2 separate regions of the Mus musculus genome follow, and region 1 is linked to region 2. A link is a contact called in public HiChIP or PLAC-seq data. All regions are on one chromosome and are shown on one strand. The core of a region is the stretch at or near the end of the contact, and the rest is flanking DNA. Distances in the headings are between cores, read along the strand shown.

Region 1 (3,393 bases), core at 82-2,581, 590 kb before region 2:
CCTGTGAATTCTTTGCTTTATAAATGTACTGATCTTAAAGAGTGGCCTCTTAACATGTATATTGCTTATTTTTTTATGGGTTAATTTTGATTTTCTTTAAAAAAACATGAAATCTAATATAACTTCTAGTTCTTACTCTGCTGTCCATCCTTCTGTTGACACATTTAAATCATTTGTAAATGCATTGATCCCATTTCAGCATTTTATATTAGATATTTCATTTTTATAATTTTATAAATATGCTTTGTAGTGTTTAATCTGGATCCTGATATGAAATCTCAGCAAAACATGGACTCAAGATAGAACCATTTCAAAAGTAAATCCTATTTTTTTTCTCTTCCAAATTATATGAATCTGAGAGACATGAAAAAGATTTCAACATGCCACCTGCTGGATGGTCCCTGGTGATAAATTCTCTTGTTGTTGATACATGGGATTGAAGTCTCACATGTTTTATGCTCTCTCAAATCTGTTGCCTAATTTGTTCATTTGACCTTAAGCCCCAGTGAGGAACCTGGGTGGAATTCTCAGGATTTACTGGACAGTTTACTTGAGTTGTCAGTGAATATGCATCTTAGCCTTAGACAACCTGCAGATAGTTTATCATGTTGATAACCCTCTTTGCCTTCTCTATATCCCATGAAAAGAGGAACAGATTATTCATATTTCTGCCTGGTTATGTCTGTGCCATATGCTCATAATAGTGGCACACTCAGTGCATATGCTGTAATATGTTTTGTGTTGCTTATTTTCCTTTTTAAAAACATTTTATTGAATATTTTATGTATTTACATTTCAAATGTGATCCCCTTTCCCTGTTCTACCTCTGCAACTCCTGTCTCTTACCCCCTCCCCCTACTTCTATGAGGATGCTCCCTCTCCCACCCAATCCCACCTCACCACCCTGGCATTCCCCTACACTGGGGAATTGAGCCTTCACGTGACCAAGGGTTTCCCCTCCTATCGATGCTAGACAATGGTATCCTCTGCTACATATGCAGCTGAATTCATGGTGGTTTTGCTACCTTGAAGACTCCATTTCTCTTGGCTTGGCTCAGACAATTTAATAATTATCTTAAAAATATTTTTCTCAACTGCCTGAACCCATCCAACTTTAATAAATTGCATTATGTTTTCTAGCTTCATAGCAAGTTGTGTATTCTAGCTTCCTTCCTAAAAATCTCTCATACCTGAGCCTTAAAAACATCGACACAAATGTTGGATATAGAAGCCACAAGAGGAGGGAAGGAAACATATGTTTGTGATTAAGAACACAGACTCTGGAGCCTGCGAATTCTATTTCTGTGTTTTACTGGCCCTGCGATGATTACTTAACCTCTCCATGTCATTTTCTGATATATAAAAGCAGAAGTAATGACAATGTATTCCCCATATGATTTAATATTGTTTAAACACTTGAAATTAAACCTGGCTCACAAGAAGTCCTATGACCATGTTACTTAAGATTTTATTATACGCTGAGACACAGTATGATAGTAATAAATAATGAATTCTGAAAGTTAAGAGTCTGACCTAAAGTCTCGGGTATGTTCTTTCTGAACTATGTGCCCTTTAAAACTGGTTAAACTTTCTCTACTGCCAATTTCCTTCTTTGTTTTAGCTAATGGTGAGTAATGAAAAAAATAATATTGTTTGTGAGCATGGTGTGGTAGATGGTGAATGCCAAAAAATATTAATAATTTTGTGATGAATTGGAATTAGAAAAGTTTCAAATGTGTTTTCTATAATTCTGAGAAGGGAAATATGTTGAATTTTATCTCATGAGTGAAGACAGGGTAAAGCTGGAAGACAGATCAAAATAGATATGGATTAAATATTTCTGAGTAGAGATTTCAACTAGGAATTGAACATGCATCTTACAAAAGTGGTCTTATCTAAATTAAAATTGTAGAAACCATCACCATAGTAATGATATTTGCAGCCACAAGAGGAAAAAAAAAAAAAAAACAGTCCTCTGATGATAAAATGGAGGTTGGGTAAGTGGAAGGATTGTTTTGTGTTATCTTGGGGAATTCTGAATTTTGAAGTTAAATTGAGAAGACAGAACCAGAAAATGAGACAGAAAACCTGACGGTAGAGGTACACAAATAGGTAAGCAAGAAAGCCAGGCAGGCGTGGAACCCTAGAGCCTACAGGAGGGCAATTCTTTTGCAGAAAAGAGAAGTGTTATTTGTCAAAAGCTCCTTTGCAGGCAATCTTAATGGGAGCGCAAAAGTTCTCCTTGTGTTTCATCACTTGAAGTTTGACAGCTGGTTTGGGGAGATTGATGGTGATGGAAGTTAATTTGAAAAAGAAAGTAAGGAAGTGGGCATAGTGACTTGGAGCATTTTAGAGTGATTGACTGAGAAAGGAAGCAGACAAATTCAGATTATAACTGGCCAGAAATTATGAACTGAGGCATAAAGCTTTGAACGCAAATTCTGCTACAATATATGTGTAAACTGCTGCATGGCTAAAAACATAACAGTAAAGAAATACAGCATTTCAAAAGCAGAGGAGATTGGCTATGAATAATATGTGGAATAAATTGCCACTGGTGGCTGGGACAGAGATTTCTTTACTAGGAAAGGTAAGATATTGAGTTCAAATACTGTTAGCTTATAGATTTGGAGATGGGTATAAAATCAGACTCGAATTTGCTGGTCTTGGGGTTGCCATCCTACAGTCAAAAACTTTGACCCAGATTTGTTCCTATCTAAAAGAACTGCAGGGACAAAGATGGGGAAGAAACTGAGGGAAAGGAAAGGAAGTCAGTACAGTGACTGTCCCAAATTGGGATCCAGCTCAAGGGGAGGTCTGGGGCCCTGATATTATTACTGATGCTATGGTGTGCTCACAAACAGGAGCCTAGCATAGTTGTCCTCCGAGAGGCCCAACAAGCAGCTGAAAGAGTAAGATGCAGATAACTTACACCCAACCAATGGACTTCAGCCTGTGGGGTTGAATTAGGGAAAAGGAGGAAGAAACTGAGGAGGAGGGCAAACCAATAGGATGACCAGCAGTCTCAAATAACCTGGACCCCTGAGATATCTAATATTAATATTAATATTGATTGACTGATTGATATAATGTTACTAGTTAATAGGAGAATAAAATACTCACAGAAGCAAATATGGAGATAAAGTTTAGAGCAGAGACTAAAGGAAAGGCCATCCAGAGACTGTCCCAACTGGGGATTCATCCCATATACAGTCACCAGACACTATTGTGGATGCCAAGAAGTGCATGCTGAAAGCAGCCTGATATGGCTGTCTCCTGAAAATATCCAATAAAAATAATTGGAAAAAAAGAGCATAAATCACTTAAGGTTTCATTTTTTTTCTCTTTTCATTATTTTATTAGATATTTTCTTCATTTACATTTCAAATGCTA
Region 2 (3,597 bases), core at 266-2,765:
TTTAAAAACAGTACTGGTTATCACAGATATTGTTATGTACACGTGCATCGAATAGCATGTATGGTACAAATTGTACTTCTTACAGACTTCAAAATACACCTGGGGAAAACCTGCCAGATTGTTCAATCTTGCTGTTTGAAACCCTGGTACGTCTGTTTGCTTGACAAAAAGAGTCACATTCTTAAAACTGTTGAAGGAACTTCAGATTAGAATTTTAAATCGAGGTAATCACATACTATTATTATTTGAAAAGACTCTGGTGGGGCTGGTGAGATGGCTCAGCAGTTAAGAGCACTGACTGCTCTTTCAGAGGTCATAAGTTCAAATCCCAACAACCACGTGGTGGCTCAAAACTATCTGTAATGAGATCTGATGGCCCCTTCTGGTGTATCTGAAGACAGCCACAGTGTGCTTAGATATTATTAAGCAAAGGAAGGAAGGAAGGAGAGAGAGAGAGAGAGAGAGAGAGAGAGAGAGAGAGAGAGAGAGAGAGAGAGAGAGAGAGAGAAAAGAAAAAAACTATTTTTTTCTGTGAGGTCACAGAAGCCTGTGACAAACGGCTCACAAGGGTGCTATTAACATATCAAAGGGCATATCAAAGGCCAGCTCTTCCAGGATAATCTGTACTTGTGTCTCCTCCCACCCTGCCCCCTACACTAAGCATCTCCCTCCCAAGGGCTGACCTTCAGCTTCCTTTCTCCTAGCCAGATCCTGTATCATTCAACCATTTCAGCCTCACAGCTCTCTGAGTCTCTTGGGCCAGGCTGCTTCTCTTGGCCGGTGGCTCCTCTCTTTCCCCCTAGCCCTCTCCTCTCTTCTCATGGTCCAACTTAGTCTGTCGCCCATCATGTTTAGCCTGGACTCTTCCCTCTACCTACTACTATCTCCCTAACATCTACAATAAAAATCTTCACCATACTTTTGAGATACTTATTTCTCCCTTTTATTTCGTCTTTTTTCATTCCACGAAGAAGAAAAGGAAATGAGTAATATTAACTGTTTTATACAAACAATATCAAAGGTAGAAGTGTACAAAAATGGTATTGACTCAGGACCCCCAGGACCAAATGCTTGGCACAAAGGAGATTTATTTTTTCCAGAGATACAAGGTTAGGGCATAGAAGACACGGGAGAAGGGGAAGGGAACAAGGAAGAGGAAGCTGGTGACAAATGACTGCCTCTGGATAGAGAGGAGACAGATGCAGCATATAGGAAAATGATGGTTTGTTTATAGAGGCAAAAGGGTAAACCCTGTGTTAGGAGGGGGTGATTAATTTTAATTGGGCACGTTAACTGGGGGAGCCTACTGGGGCTTTTGACTGCTGGACTTTAATACTTTGATAGACCTTGGCATTCAGCCCCAAGAGGAGGAAGTGGCCAAATAAGGGAATAGACCTTGGTGGTTAGCTTTAGGAATGTAATCTAACGGATTTTAGCAAGGCAGAGGGAGTGGGGAGGAAAAGGGCAAGGCCAGGCAGAGCCAAGTTTGCTGTGCTGGGGTTGGCGTGAGTACCTTCAGGAAGGGCAATAAAATGTTGAAATTGTGACAGTAAGGTTTCTAAGGCAGACTAACTACAGTGTCAGCCCTGCTGGAAAAGAATGGACAGAATGTGGGGGCTGAAAGAGGGCTAGGGTAAGGGTCTTCTGTGACCGTTCTGTAAGGGAACATACGTGGTGTTAGGTTGGAACTTCCCAAAAGCACAACCTGAACCTAGAATTTGAACAAACACATTTTAATTTGTTTAAAATTAAACAAATTAAAGAACATCAGAAGAGAACATCAGCTGAAAAATGCAGAAGTGAGACGTGTGGAAAGGAAGAAGGAAGACAGGAGGTACATCAGTGAGTTCATTTGTCACTGTGACAAAGTACCTCCCATCACCACCTTAAAGGGGTACAATCTGTTTGCCCTCACTATTTACAGGGCTTGCTTTGCACTTACGGAGGCAGAGCATTGTAGCACAGCAGACTTGCTCCTTTCTTGGCAGCTGGGAAGGAGAGAGAGACAGCAGAGTCTAGGCTGAAGATAAAGCTGTTGTATGGACAGGCTTTCCAGGACCTGCTACGTTCATCGTGGCCCCGTCTCCTTCCTCCCAAGGATACCATCAATTCATGACTCTCTCTCTCTTTCTTTTTCTTTTTTAGTGAGATGTATAGAGTAGTTTTTGTATACTATGAATACAAACTCTTATGATTTACAAATGTTTCTTTCTCATTCTATTGTTATTGTTGAAAGGCAGAGTCTTTTTTTTTGGTCTTTTTTTTTTCTATTTATTTATTCATTTATTTTTATTTTATTTTTTTATGGAATCATAATTTTAATAAGTATACTCTTGAATGTTTCACATTGTTTTCAGTTTTTTTAATTAATATTTTTTATTACATATTTTCTTCAATTACATTTCCAATGCTATCCCAAAAGTCCCCCATACCCTCCCCCCCACTTCCCTACCCACTCATTCCCATTTTTTTTGGCCCTGGCGTTCCCCTGTACTGGGGCATATACAGTTTGCGTGTCCAATGGGCCTCTCTTTCCAGTGATGGCCGACTAGGCCATCTTTTGATACATATGCAGCTAGAGTCAAGAGCTCCGGGGTACTGGTTAGTTTATAATGTTGTTCCACCTATAGGGTTGCAGATCCCTTTAGCTCCTTGGGTACTTTCTCTAGCTCCTCCATTGGGAGCCCTGTGATCCATCCAATAGCTGAATGTGAGCATCCACTTCTGTGTTTGCTAGGCCCCGGCATAGTCTCACAAGAGACAGCTATATCTGGGTCCTTTCGATAAAATCTTGCTAGTGTATGCAATGGTGTCAGCGTTTGGAAGCTGATTATGGGGTGGATCCCTGGATATGGCAGTCTCTAGATGGTCCATCCTTTCGTCTCAGCTCCAAACTTTGTCTCTGTAACTCCTTCCATGGGTGTTTTGTTTCCAATTCTAAGGAGGGGCATAGTGTCCACACTTCAGTCTTCATTCTTCTTGAGTTTCATGTGTTTAGCAAATTGTATCTTATATCTTGGGTATCCTAGGTTTTGGGCTAATATCCACTTATCAGTGAGTACATATTGTGTGAGTTCCTTTGTGAATGTGTTACCTCACTCAGGATGATGGCCTCCAGGTCCATCCATTTGGCTAGGAATTTCATAAATTCATTCTTTTTAATAGCTGAGTAGTACTCCATTGTGTAAATGTACCACATTTTCTGTATCCATTCCTCTGTTGAGGGGCATCTGGGTTCTTTCCAGCTTCTGGCTATTATAAATAAGGCTGCTATGAACATAGTGGAACATGTGTCCTTCTTACCGGTTGGGACATCTTCTGGATATATGCCCAGGAGAGGTATTGCTGGATCCTCCGGTGGTACTATGTTCAATTTTCTGAGGAACCGCCAGACTGATTTCCAGAGTGGTTGTACAAGCCTGCAATCCCACCAACAATGGAGGAGTGTTCCTCTTTCTCCACATCCACGCCAGCATCTGCTGTCACCTGAATTTTTGATCTTAGCCATTCTGGCTGGTGTGAGGTGGAATCTCAGGGTTGTTTTGATTTGCATTTCCCTGATGATTAAGGATGTTGAACATTTTTTCAACTGCTTCT

The links. HiChIP or PLAC-seq counts read pairs in DNA pulled down with a chosen protein or histone mark.
Region 1: a contact with region 2 is called in an H3K4me3 HiChIP or PLAC-seq map of bone marrow-derived macrophages, with 6 times the contacts expected there. The contact joins two enhancer-like sites. A contact is called at or near these places in 3 of 484 Hi-C or Micro-C datasets (bone marrow-derived macrophages, embryonic fibroblasts and myeloid progenitors) and 6 of 115 datasets of contacts at active chromatin or transcription factors (acute myeloid leukemia, bone marrow-derived macrophages, embryonic hindbrain and 3 more).

Annotation. Positions count from the first base shown.
Region 1 is chr16:65,468,764-65,472,156 of GRCm38.p6, reverse strand. No RefSeq gene overlaps it. Among named protein-coding and RNA genes, the nearest start is that of Pou1f1, 50 kb to the left of the region's middle. Within about 2 kb of position 1,331, at least 13 of the 459 cell types and tissues checked have an H3K27ac peak or open chromatin away from gene starts, as enhancers often do. A contact at or near this core is called in bone marrow-derived macrophages, where this site is marked.
Region 2 is chr16:64,882,394-64,885,990 of GRCm38.p6, reverse strand. No RefSeq gene overlaps it. Among named protein-coding and RNA genes, the nearest start is that of Gm33971, 9.8 kb to the right of the region's middle. Within about 2 kb of position 1,515, at least 94 of the 459 cell types and tissues checked have an H3K27ac peak or open chromatin away from gene starts, as enhancers often do. A contact at or near this core is called in bone marrow-derived macrophages, where this site is marked.